Regions from separate parts of the Mus musculus genome. Here region 1 is linked to region 2. Evidence: chromatin contacts called from public HiChIP or PLAC-seq data. All regions are on one chromosome and are shown on one strand. The core of a region is the stretch at or near the end of the contact, and the rest is flanking DNA. Distances in the headings are between cores, read along the strand shown.

What was found. HiChIP or PLAC-seq counts read pairs in DNA pulled down with a chosen protein or histone mark.
Region 1: a contact with region 2 is called in an H3K27ac HiChIP or PLAC-seq map of heart atrium, with 13 read pairs. The contact joins the enhancer-like site here to the promoter of Mecom in region 2. A contact is called at or near these places in 3 of 39 promoter capture datasets (the 3T3-L1 cell line and 3T3-L1-derived adipocytes), 2 of 484 Hi-C or Micro-C datasets (beige adipocytes and brown adipocytes), 3 of 115 datasets of contacts at active chromatin or transcription factors (embryonic stem cells, fibro-adipogenic progenitors and heart atrium) and 2 of 9 other capture datasets (adipose tissue and liver).

What each region holds. Positions count from the first base shown.
Region 1 is chr3:30,543,558-30,550,171 of GRCm38.p6, reverse strand. No RefSeq gene overlaps it. Among named protein-coding and RNA genes, the nearest start is that of Mecom, 37 kb to the right of the region's middle. Within about 2 kb of position 3,216, at least 32 of the 459 cell types and tissues checked have an H3K27ac peak or open chromatin away from gene starts, as enhancers often do. A contact at or near this core is called in 3T3-L1-derived adipocytes, adipose tissue, beige adipocytes and 3 more, where this site is marked.
Region 2 is chr3:30,508,280-30,515,321 of GRCm38.p6, reverse strand. Mecom (MDS1 and EVI1 complex locus) reads left to right here and starts at 5,563. Exons shown (of 16, transcript NM_001370769.2): 1 at 5,563-5,892. The coding sequence starts at 5,856.

The DNA.
Region 1 (6,614 bases), core at 1,967-4,466, 37 kb before region 2:
TAGAAAAGGAAGAAAAGAAAGAGATGAGAGAGGAAAAGAAAATAGAGAAAGGAAAGGAAGAGAGGCGAGAATACAAGGAAGCTGAATGTGACTGCTCACTCCCATAATTCTAGCATTTGGAGGGTGGAGGCAGGGCTATTGTGAGCTTCAGGCTAGACTACACTATACAGTGCCTATATATTGGCTAAAAACAAAAGAACATCTATTAGTGTATATCTAACTAACTATGGGCACGCATGCACACACGCACACACACAAACACACAATCATGTACATACACACACAGAGCGGGGGTCTGTATGTTGCAGAGTTGCAGATAAGAATGCAATGTTTTTAGTAACTGAAATCTGGAAACCTCTTAAATAACCTTCACTTGTACAAACAGTGACAGGCCCTGCTGACAGCACTCGATCAGCAGGAAAAGGGAAGAGGCGATATGCTCTACATCTAACAACACGAGTGATCCTCCAGTGTACTGTGTAGAGCGGGAGAAGCCAGGCTCAAAGGCTGTACGGTAGGTAGCTGAGGGCAAGAGTGGCACAGCAGCTCACATTGAGTAATTTGTAAATAATGTGTGTTTAATTCACACAGATCAGGGGGCAGGGAAGTCCAGGTTCCAGGAGAGCAGACCAACGTCCACTGAAGGCCAGCTGCTTGCTGGTGATGCGACCAGTGTCTGTTCTCCCATTGTGAGAGGAGGAAACCTTTCTTTTATTACCTTTTTGTTTACTCCCTGTGTGTGCGTGAGTGTGTGAACTCAGGTAACCCAGCTTGATGATGGGTGCGTTTACCTGCAGAGCCACCTTGCGGGCCCTTGGGCCTCTTATATCAGAACACTGATCCTACCTGTAAATTCTCTGCACTTGTGACTTAACCACCTCCCCATGTTCCCACCTCTTAACACAAACGCATCGGGAGTCAGGTTTCAGCACATGAACCAAGGAGGACAGAATCACACACCACAGCAGCAGGATTCCGTGTATATGACATAATTCTGGAGCAGGCAAAGATCCAGATGAGCAGATGGGACGTTCTGCTTTGGGAAGTCCTAACAGCAGCCTGAGAGAACATTTCAGGAGTCTCGAGCCTGTTCCGTAGCAAACCTGCTGTGCTGATCACATAGTTTTGTGCATTTTTCAAAATTCACAGATGGTTTACCAAAAGTACGATGTATTCCTGTATTTAAAGCTTGGAGACTCCAAGAACACTGGGGATAGCCATGCAGAATTTGGAAGAACCAGAGGAGAGTAAGGCTGAAAAGTTTTGTGACTCTTGCTAACCAGGAGGAACTTTCTCCCGAAGAAGAATACAAAAGGCTGCAGAGTACTTCCCTGGCAAGCTCAAGGTCCAGGCTTCAGCACTGAACAAACAAACAAACAAACAAAACAAAACAAAAACAAAAACAAAAACAAAAAAAACCAAAACAAAACAAAAACCAAGCAAACCACCCAAAAGCAGACAGTTTCAGTCTCCGAAGTCATCCCCTCACCCTCCTACTCTCACTGACCGTTGCCTCGTCCTTGAGTTCTCCAAGTTCAGCCTGTCTAAGTGTCCTCCTATTGGTATTGCATGCTGCCAGACGGATCCACAAGGCCCCTCTATTACACTTTGAGCAACTCTGCAGAATACCCAGTAACACTGCTCAGGCTTCTGGCCGATAGAAACTGTGAGGTAACACATAGGCTTTGTTTTAAGCAGCTAAATTTCTGGCAAATTGCTTGTAGTGAAGGAAACCTACATACAAGTAGAAGGAAACCATTGATGGGAGAGCCAGGGTGATGAAATTGTTTAGTGAACCTTTTAATGTATACTTGATTTATTTTTATTTTATGTATCTGGGTGTTTACCTATGCCTTGGGCATGCCTGCTGTCAGTGGAGGTCAGAAGAGGATATTAAATTCTATTGCAATGGAGTTCCAGATGGTTGAAGGCTGCCACTTGTATGGTGGGAGCCAAACCTAGGTCCTCTGCAGGTGCAGCAGATGCTTGCAATCACTGAACTGTCTCTCCAGCCCTATACTTTTGAATTTAAGACACAAGAAGAGATTATCTATTTAGGACAAACTTAAATTAAAAAAAAAAGAAAGTGAAAACAAATCCCAAAGCTCTTAAGTAGGAGGGGGAAGTTCCGCTAGGCCTAGTTTCTCTACAGAGTTCTGCTTCATGCTCCAGGTCTTCCCAAATGTGCAGTTACCACCCGGTAGTACGGGGCTCATCCTGATATCTTTGCTGGCCATAAGTCAGTTCCAGAAGGTGAGGACCAGCAGCTGGAGAAATAACGAGCGTGGAGGTAAGCTCCCAGTATTTTTTAAGGAATGCGCACATGAGGACATGCAGGGACAGTGTGGGAGGATTGTGTCAAGCTTCCTCCGGACTCTGCAATATAACTTTCCTTCTCTCAGTTGCAGGAGAAGCCACCCCCCCACCCCCAAATCCATGTTCTTATACTTTTGGAAATGCCTTCTGTCTGCTCTCATCAGCGACAACACTTCTGAGATGGTTTGGAAATATTTATGCAGCCAATCCCGGTTACAAACATCGGCAGTAGGGAAGAAGTCAATGGAAATCGGAGAGACAATTAAACAAGACTCTGAGGAAAAAAATAAGGCATAGCAGAAAACACACAGCAAGCATGCCAGAGATGGTAGGAGTAGGCCAGAGTATAGACATGCATCGGAGGCGATAGCTCAAGGCCCTGGGCTGTAAAGGCAGAACTAGTTTCCTGTCAAGGAGAGAATTTTGTTTTGCTGTGTTCAGCCTGGTGCTCATCTGCATGGCTGAAACTTGTACTTCTCTGGGTGTGACATAGGCAGGACGGTGGGGCTAGCTCCCAGAAAAGGAAGTTTTGCTCTTCTTTCCCCTCATGGGACTGTGTTAATGTGCTGCCAGGTCACTAGCAGTTTGTAATCATGTTTGTGTCCACGGTGACAAGTTCCCCAGGGAGACACCGGGAATTCCAGAGATGGTGTTGCTGCCCAGTTGTGTGTGTCCAGAGGTCACTTTGCTGCTCTGCTCGGGGTCTGAGAAGCCAGGAGAAGAAGAACCCGGTGGATATGGAGTGCCGGCATGAGAGTGTCTGCCAAGATCAAAATGTTCTCCATCGTTGCGAGTAGATGAGATCTTAGAACCTGGAATCACACAGTCCCAGCTCCAGCAGGGCTTCTGGCAACAGCCCCAGTGTCTTCAGCTACAGACATCACCTCTGAAGATGCCAAGAAAAGCAAACACAGGCCCCGATCTCTTGTTGCACCAACTGGAATGGAGCCCGCAGCAGCAGAGGAACTGAGCTGAGAGACAGCTTTCCTCTGACTCTGAATTTCCCACCACCCCTCCCCCATCCGGATCCAGCAAACAAACAACAGACTTGTAATAAAATGTGCAGGTGTGACGGACGACTTTCTATTCCGAGATGCTGGGATAAAATGGCGTGCGGTAGGTCCCAGCAAGACGAACAGGACAGGAGGGAACCCCCAAAGGCACAGATTTCATTCCAGCCGTGGGAACGGGCTCCTTCTAGTAGCCTAAACTGGTGTCCTTCGCATACCCTCTAGACAGCCCCTGAGAAACGATTCCAAGTTTATCTGCGTGGGGAAAGAGGGGGAGGTGTGAGTGGGATGGAGACGAATCTACAAGCCTCAAGAGCCAAGTGACAAAGTACCGCTGAGGGATCCTAGCTGTCCAAGCTTGGCGACAAGACTGGAAAGCCACAAGAGGAAGAGCCTTCCTTAGCATCGGGAATGGTGAGGCAGAACTGATAATATTTCGAGGGAAGCTGCCAAGGAGAGGGAAATGTCTATCATTTACCAAAGAGAAACATTGGTGGCACACAGTGAGTGGGTAGGGGGTCTGGGGGCTGAGGAATGTGACAACAGAGTCTGAGTCTGTGGCGATGCAGGTGCCCCAGCTGCACACAAAGCTTTAGCTCTGATTAGATGATTTTAATGCTATTTCTAGTTAGATGCTTCCTTTCTAGACAGTCAGTGGGCAAATATAAAGTAAAGACATTACTCTTAAAGACAACTACTCCTGGACCGGGGAAATACCTCCGTTGGTACAGTGCTTGCCTTACAGTTTGTAGTGTGCACGAAGTCTTGGGTTCAATCTCCAGCACCATATAAGCCAGGGATGGTAGTATATATCTATAATTTCAGCACGTGAGAGGTATATAAATGCAGGAGAATCAGGTCAAGCTCACCCTCAGCTACATAGTGAGTCTGAGGTCAGCCTATGCTACATGAAACCCTGTTTTAAAAGAATGGTTTGCATGCATAGTTATGCTTACTAAACAAACAAACCAAACCAAACCAAACCAAAAAATAAAAATAAAACAAAAACCCAAACAACAACAACAAAAAACCCCAAAACAAAACCAACCAACCAACCAACCAAATCAACCAACAAAACAAACAAACAAACAAACAACCCTGAAAGCAAATTCTCAAGTGTACATCCCAGGATAAGAGATGGAACACGGACCACCCCCACTTTCAGTCAAAGTGTAGGCTCATAATTGACCATGGTGATGAACTAGCATTAGCTCTTGGAGTCCTTCTCAAGGATGACCTTGGGAAGCTATAGAAAGGAGGGGAATAGTATTGCTGTCATCGTCCTGTCACATGTACAGCCAGGTCTTCCACCACCACTCTGAGCCATCCCCCAATTTGTAAAACTTTGGTGGTATGCCGTCTGATTGGCCAAGTCCAGGTCATGTGATTTCACCCCGGCTGTTAGGCGCTGCCATGGAAACTGATCTCCTGTGATTTCTCTCAGGGAGGACAGGCCTCTGCCTCCCTTTAGTTCTTATTTCTCTCAAATAGGAAAAGGATTTATGTACTAACCACAAAAAATGATAAAAGTCATTGTACCAAGCACAATTGTACAACTCACTCTTGGGGCAGTCCTCTCAGCCTCAGCGAGTATGGCCAACATTCATTCCGATTCTAAACTCCGGATGCTCGCCTACTTGGAAGAGTTCAGCTCTGAGCCTGTCATCTTCTTCTCCCCTACCACTTTGCGTAGTGAGTCCCCTACTCACTCAAATTAGAAGCCTGGATGCTATCCCATAATTCCTTAGTACCTTTCCTAACCAGTTTTAACATCGTTGGAACATATCTCTAGCCCATTTCCTTTGTCTGTAGTGCAGTATATATATATATATGTGTGTGTGTGTGTGAGTGTGTGTGTGTGTGTGTGTGTGTGTGTGTGTGTGCTCCTGTGTGCATGGTAATCAGGAGGTGCCTTCACACTTCCTTCCTCCGGAGTGCCGTCCTTATCTTGAGATGATCTTGAAGTGGCCTGGAACTGAGCAGTTAAGCTAGGCAAGCTGGTCAGCAAGCCGGGGGGTCCTCAATTCTCCACCCTCCTCCCCAGTACTGCACGTGACTCTTTATACATGGGTTCTGGGAGATTGAACCGTGCTCTAACCTGAACCATCTCCCCTCCACGGCTCTACACTCCTTGCTTAATACAGATGTCTTCACTCTTCACCCATGGTGGACTCATCTTGGTTTGGATTCCACATTCTGAGAGAAAGACTTGAGTGCAAGTAATTTATCTGAGAGGTGAGGAACATGAGGACAGCGTTTTTTCAACAGAGAACACTAGGAGGAATGAGACAAGGAAGGGAGAGGAGCCAAAATGTCTGCTGTCCAGCTGGCTACCACTGTGGAGCCTGAGACTTACTCCCAACTGAGGCAGACCAGATGCCCCAGAGCTGTTCACCAGCCCGGTCCTTACTATCGGAGGACAGAGTCAGGGCATTCGTCTTCTGACACTTCAAGGTCTGCCACAGGCAGTGAGGCGAGTTTTAGCAGGAGAGAAAGCTTGCTGGTGATGAAATTCACATGTCTGCTGCTGAAGGCCTAATGGGGTGCCAGTTTGTTCCTAGCATGAGGGGTTAAGTGTGGGCAATGTTTTCACGAGGCACAGATGCCAACTACTGCTCTTGCATATACTGTACCCAAATATGTTGCATATATTGCACTAAAGAAATTGATATTTCTAAAATTGAAACCTGGTCGTGACAGATTCCTTTTAAGGCTTTCCATAGCTTTCTGTATATGATCCAAATGATGTCACAATGCTTACAGCTTTCCTCCATCATTTTTGTCTTGTTCCCCCCTATACCTACAATGGGGATTGCATCTAGGACCATGTGCATATAAGGCCTGCCACTGAGCTATGCCCACACACTTCTTTAAAAATTTGTTTTGGGATCTAGAGAGATGGCTCAGAGGTTAAGAGTCTGACTGCTCTTCCAGAGATCCTGAGTTCAATTCCCAGCAACCAAGTGGTGGCTCACAACCATCTGAAATGCAATCTGATGCCCTCTTCTGGTGTGTCTAAGACAGCTTCAGTGTACTCACATACTTAAAATAAATCTTAAAAAAATTGTTTGAAAATAAGACCTAAAATAAGGTGCCAAAGAAGGTGCCCAGGTTGGCATGATTTGAACTCATTGTACAGTCCATTCATTTACTTGTGTGTGTTAGTGTGCTTAAGCATGCTTGTGTGTGTATGCATGCTTGTGTGTGTATGCATGCTTGTGTGTATATGCATACTCATGTGTGTACATGCTTGTATGTGCTTTAGTGTGTGTATGCATGCTTGTGTGT
Region 2 (7,042 bases), core at 4,314-6,813:
ACCCCCAGCCTAGGCAGCTACTGTGCACAGCTGGAGCCCTCCATGGCTGGAGCTTCCGAGCTGCGGCGGCGGAGAGAGCCAGGCGGGGGCGCCGCAGACTAGGCTGTGCGGGAGGAGACCGCGCCCGGCGCCGGGAGCCCAGAGAGGGCCTCCAGAGAGACGCGCGGGGGAGCGCGAGCTCCGCGTGGGCTGCCAACCCGAGCAGCCTCCGCGCCACCCTGGCGCGGTCGGGTACCGCGTGAGTCGCGGATCACACCGTGGAGGCGGCGTGTATTACCTCCATCCGTGGCCCTTCGTACAGGAGCTTCCAGCCTCGAGGGCCAGTTGTCAGCGGACTAACTCTGAGAAAGAACCCGTTATCATTCCGAGCTGGCTGGGGAGCCTGGGAGGTTCGGATTGATGCAGTGACGATTTAAAACCAGCATCGCGCTTCCCTACAAGCCCGCACCTTTTTTTTTTTTTTTTTTTTTTTTTTTTTTGGCTTCTGGGAGCAGGTGGATGTTGCAGGGAGAAGGAACAGGGTCAGTTTGCCAAGAAAACTGGGCTCAAAAGCGCTATTTACAAAAGGGTGACATTTACAATGTGGAGGAGGTGGCTGGCCAGCGGAGGCCAGCCGCTGATCGAACCTTATGTGCTTGCTTTTGACCGGCCTGCAGCTTTACGCGATTACGGCTGCGCTGCAGAGCAAGGATTTCGTAGGAAGAGGAGACTATAAGTCGCGGGGTCTGCATGCAGCTGGGAGGGACGACCTTGCATCCCCCTCGCCGCTGGCCAGATGCACGGTACGCGAAAGCCTAGCAGGCGCCCCGGCTCTCGCCTTGCAGCGGTGCGAAGCGCGGATTTCCCCGCCAGTAGCTTCGTATTCAAGGCCAAGCCGGACTGGCGATTGAGAGTTAACACCTTTTCGTATAACGGGCTGAGGCAGGGGATACGAGTCTCAGCCCTTGCCGAAACCCACGAAAGTGTGCGTTTCTCGTTTCTCGTTCGGAGGATGTCAAACAGAATTGGGAGTCTGAACATTTCCAAAAGCTTCCGTGTGTTCTGTCTCGAGACCCATCGGATTTGTTCAAACTTTCGCGAGTGTGTGAATGTACGCGTGTCTCCACCCTCTCCTTCTCCCCTCCACCCCCACCCCGCCCTTGCCGGCCGAAGTCGTCCTATATAGCGATGATAAATATCCCTGTTGATCACTTGATTGATTACCTCCCTGAAAGGTCACGCGGGCTCGCAGTAATTTCCTTTTGCCTAAGGCTCCCTTTTCACTTTTACTCCAGTACGACAGCTCCGAATGCACGGGATCTTTATTTTTGATTTTAACCCCTAAATGCAACCCCTCCCGAAAACAATGCAGACAAGAAAAATCGAATAAAATCAACTCGAGACCTTTCTGTACACTCTCAGCCTCCCTCCTGGTCTTTACTGCTTTCTTCTTTCTGGTCGCCTCCACCCCCTCCTACTCCGGCCCCCTCTCCCCAGCTCCAATGTATTCTGGATACTGTTTAATAGATGAGTGTCTTGCAAGTAAACTCAGGCGTCCCTTGGGTCTGCATTTCATGTCTGTGACGCTCTCCCTTTCTCTCCTGTGGACTGAAAATTCGGATTTAAACCACCAGACAAGCTATTAATTTAGCTAGGCTACCCAGGGTCCTGAACCCAATTAATTTCTAATAATTATAGCCCAAGGGGGCTAGATAGATCTCCCTGCCTCTTTCTTTTATTGCCACACCACGCCACCGAGGTCAGCGTATAATAATAAAGTGTATATTTTGAAAGCGATCCCCAGAACGAGAGAGTTATTGCAATGAATGAAAATTGTTTCCATTTTGGCTAATTGAACCCCTGGCCGAAAGCTGGACTCTGAGACTAAATAAAGAGAACTGTTTCATTTCAACATGAAGAGACTCCTGCCTACCTCTGGTCACCCAGCGAGAGTTTAATTTCTTAACAGCCAACCTGAAACTCAGCGTTGGGTAAACAGTATTAATAATTACATTACAATGATTAAATTAATCTTTCTGGTAGCCAGGCAAATGTAGGTTTCGATTCAATAGCATGTAGAGTTCACTGCACAAAGACAATAGGCCAAGAAATACCTCCATAAAGAATTCAAACTTTCTTCTAAAGGTACTGTGGGGTTGGCTCAATTATAGTGCCAGGAAAGGAAAAAAAAACATTTCCGGTTCCTTGCTGTTTCTAGCATTAATTAAAGACACAGTTGGAAAGAGGAATACTGACCTGCCTCTTCCTTTTCAATAGTTTGTCTTCCTTTCCACTCCTACCTCTATCTCCCCATTTCTGCTCAAAGAAAGGAAGAAAGGAAGGACGGGGGTGGGGCGGGGAAACAACACACATGTGCACACACACACACATCCCAAACAAACCCAAACAGTTATTAAGCTCATGAATTTTTCCAAGTTGTCACCACTTCCAGAATGCCAGTTTCCATAGAAGGAAAGGCAAGAAAAACTTGTCCTAAGTCTGTCCTAAGTCTGTCCTAAGTCTGTCCCCCAGGAAACGAATTCGAGCAGAAGGAAAGGCGCGTGTGGGGACAGAGAAAGCAGCTTCAACTTCACCAGTTTGTCAGCCCCCCCCCCCTTTTCCTGGACTGCTTAGATCTGTGGTCAGAGGTGTTAGCAACTCCAGAGGTGGCAACAGAAAGTCACCTGCTGTGATCTCACGCCTGGGACTGGGGACAGGTGGACTTGACAGGGAATGAGAATCCGCTGGGGCAGCCGCAGGGAACCACCTCATAGCCGGCGGTGAAGGTCCACAGCCATCTGAGGGCATTCGCTCCATCAGGTTGAGCACACTTGAACTATCAACATAGCTTTTTAATTACTGCACACTTAGGGCAGGAAACAAGAGACAGTGAAAGAAAAGAATGAGAGAAAGAGAAAGAAAAGAAATTAGCTTCGAAGTTGAAAAAAAATATTATGACTCCTTTGATTTAGTTAATTTACTTTTTTATGTTTTGAAGAAAGGTGACACGTCTTTTCATACTGATTCGGCCTGAGGACACAAAAGACTGTATTTGCTACTGCAGTTACAAGAAGCCGGATTCAACCACTTCTGCTGAAATTTTAGAAAGACCTTTGTAAAAGACCAGTTCACTGAAAGATGAGGACGGGGACTTTAAACGCCAGAAGGAGTGGGTACCCCAGCCACCTACCACTGCCCTAATATCCCAACTTTCTGTAAAAGTTTAAAAGACAGATCTTTGCATCTGGTGATTTGGAGACTGTTGATTCGGTTCTGTCTTTCGCCCTTTACTGAAACCACCCTACCCTACAGTCAGCCACAAGATTTATTCTTTCAAAGCGCAAATAAGTCCAGAGTCCAAGTGGGTCTTGTTCTTAATCTCGGAGTTTGGCAACATGGTCCCTTCCTTTCTTAAAAACTTCCACCAGATCCAACTCAGGTATTGGCAGACTCCTTGGGGGCTAGGCGAACGGAACTGGGGAAGTGAGAAGGGTGGATGGGGAGGTGAGAAAGGAGGGTGGCTGCTTCCCACATCTATGTTTTGCTTTTATTCTCCACAGGGTGGCCAGCAAAATGAAATCTTCCACCTTGAATTTTCTTTCTAAGATACTCTGCTGTCTCCAGGTGCCAGGCCCTGGAGAATTCCACTTTCTGGGGATGGGGGCGGGGGGCAAACAATTCTAGGTGCTGAGAGCTGGGATCCTCTTGGGTTGTCCCCTGTGTTCTGGCCCAAGTAATGCTCCTCACAAAGTCTCTTACAGACGAGAAGCTGCTGTATGAAGCCCTTGTTTGTTCGCCTAGAACTTTTCCCTAAAGAATCTGACCTCTGCAAAACTCTAGAACCTCACACCCCCTTTCCTAGGAGAACATTTGCTGGTCAGAAGGAGGTCGCTCCTAAACAGAGTAGCTAGTAGATTTTGGGGAAGATTTTTAGAGTAGTAGACCTGTATCCATACAAGCAGTAGTAGCTTTGCACATATTAAAAGTACCAACACACACACACACATACACCTGCATGCAGTAGGCCACTAGAGCTCTAGTAGGTCTTGTAAAATCCCAGGTGCCTCTGTGGGGGAGGGGAGATGGAGATGGCAGGATTCCCTGGGATTCATGTGTGTGTGGGCTCCAGCATTTTCTCCTCTGGAAGCTGTTTTCACTCCGGTTCTCTGCCATTTCCTCCTTTACTTCCCCTGTCTCTCCCTCATATTTCAAGGTTACACATCTGTCTCCCTTGGGAGCTGTAGCTTGGTTCTCTAGGGACCTGTATCTTATGTCTGAATGCTCCTGGAATTACACAGCTCTGGGGAGGGAAAGGTGGTGGGTATTCTTAGATGAGGTAGGTCCTGTAAGCTTGGCCACCGAAGCCCCTGGGAATTGAACCTAGATATTCGCTCTCTCACAACCGCAGTCTGAGCTCAAACTAAATGAATACCAACAGGTGCAACTGAGTTCCCAACAACCCTGCTCGTCCTTGCTCTCTCAGAGGAGAGACCAGGACTTTCCTGCTTCTTCCGACTTGAGTTTTAGGATGGTAGCAGCACCGCACGGAAAAGATGGCAATTTTCTTTTATGGTGTCTGGCAGGATTTGCAGCAGATATTAATGGAGACATAAATAGCACGTGGAAGGTATTGAACACAACTGTTTAATGCAAGAAGGTTGTACTAAGAAAAATCCATACTGAGTTGGGAGTGATTCATACCTTGAACACACCTAACCCCTTGCGCCTTCATTTCTGCCTGCACACTTCATTAGTAAATTCTGTAATTAGGCACATTTCAACAATGTACGTTTTGTATTTTCTAGGTATGCGTATGGAATTTCCCCCCTTCCTCCTTCTGGTGACCCCAGAGGTTGTAGGTTTCAGTGAGTGAGTGGAAATGGCAGGCGGGCTGGGTAGCAGCAGGAGGCCGGAAGGTGCCGGCCGACCTTAGGCAAGGCAGGAGGTCTTGGATGTCAAATGTTCAGCCCGGCGGGACCTGGGCATCAAGGGCGATTGTTGCTACTTGATGGAAACAGACTACTGAAATGTTCCTAGGATGGCAGCTACCGTTGGTATTACAGCTAAAATCGAGAACCGGTTATTCATCCAAAGCGGAAGCCCCAGGAACTTCAGAAGGAGAGAGCGGCAGCAAGGGCAGAGCTCTGAAGTTCAAGATGCTTCTCGCCTTCTGATAACACGTTCACGGTCCAGTCCTCAGCCTAGTTCTTGTGTAGACGGAAAGATTTATCCTAAAGTTTTTTTTCCCTCCTCCGCTCGGTTCCCCTACAGACAATGTAATTTATGGTGGAGAAAACATTAATAATAATTATAATGCAGGCTTATTGACTCCCACACAGACATAGTCCTCTGCCCCACGAATCAATTCTCTGTCCAAGACTTTTCATTTCTTTTCTTTTTCTTTCTTTCTTTTTATTTTTTTTCCCGTTTGGGCGAAGTGTCTGCTCCCCTCCAGCTCCCCGCGCTCGCTCCCCGCCCCCTGCCGCCCTCCCCGTAGCTCCCTTTCTCCGCCTCCTCGGCGATTGCCATCTGACAAGATCTCCAAATCAAAGTGATAAATCGCTCCAAACTTTTTTTGGCGGCGCTGAGATGTTGGAGGGGCGTCTAACGCGCATGTGCGAAGGTGTCCAAACTGACAATGCTAGAGATAGCGAGTGTGGATTGAGAGAAAGAGAGAGAGGGAGGGAGAGAGAGTGAAAGACCGAGTGTGTGCGTGTGTGTGCGTGTGTGAGACAGAGGAGAGAGAGAGAGAGAGAGAGAGAGAGAGAGAGAGAGAGAGAGAGAGAAGGGAGGGGGAGAGAGAGAGCAAAAGAAGGAAAAGATCCAAGAAAAAAAAAACCTAACCACCCAGCAGCGGCTGCAGGACTGGGCACAGCATGAGATCCAAAGGCAGGGCAAGGAAACTGGCCACAAGTAGGTGCAATATCCCTTTTCTATTGGCTTCCCCCCCTTCTCTGCCATCTTGCGTATCTGTGTCTAGCGCACGGGGAGAGAGCGCGGGCTGCTTTGGCGCGGGGGGCCTGGGGTGGAAGGCAGGCACAGCGCAGCCGGCAGCCGGAGCAACCTGCCGATTCCTGCCTCCGCGCCCTGGCTCCTGCTCTGGGCGCAGTGGAAGCGCGGTAGCCCTGAGCCCCGCACCAGGACCAGCTGTGGCAACTCCGGGGTGGGGGTGGGGGCAGCAAAAAGCTGGGAGGGAGGGAGGAGGGCGCGCGCGAGTGAGCGCGAAGGGGTGGGGGGAGAGGAGAGTGTGTCCCCCTCCCCTCCCTTCCCCCCCCAGGCGGGGGAGAGTCGCCTCTGGCCAACCAGCTAGTTCCCGGAGCGGGAGGAGGGGGGAAGCGGGTGGGGGGGGGGCGGGCAGGGGAAGGGCGCCTTTCTGAAGCTCTGTTTGTTTCTGGGGTTTGGGACGGGTGGCGGGCTCCGAGGGAGCCGCGGTGGCTGTGGCCGCAGCCGGCCGCGATGGAGTTGGGAAAAGTTGCGAGGCGGCCGCTTGCAAGTTGCGCGGGCGATCGGCGCTGCGCCTAGCCGCGGCTGCGGTAGTGGGCGCTGTGCGCTCGGTCCTTGTACGCGGCGGCGTGTGCGACGCGGCGGGAGCCCTGGGGAAGGGGAGGCAGGGGGGCCGGGGGGGACACGGTCCTGGGGATGGGTGGGGGGAACCCCGGCAGCGCCGAGCTCTCGGCTCCGCAGAGTCACTCGGCAGGTGGGGAGAGCGGAGGCCGCGCCGGCGTTCTCAGGCCCGGGCGTGGAGGGCGCGCGGCCAGCCGAGAACGCTGCTCCGTAAGGCCAGGAGGGCGCGCTCCGACCCGAGAAGCCCGGGCTGGCAGGGCGCCGAGTGACCCCCAGGGGGCGGGCTGCCGGAACTCGGGGCCACCAAGGGGGAGCAGCTCAGCCTGCCGTTCTCTTTCTGGGTGCAGCCGGGGTCCCGGGTCACTCGTCCTCCCCGGCGCCCTCTGTCTGCCCGGAGCGGAGCAGCCTCGGTCACGCGGGACTAGGGTAGTGGGGTTTGGGGCTATGGGGGACTAGACTACCATCCCCCACGCTTTCAGGGAAGGCTTGGGTGACACTC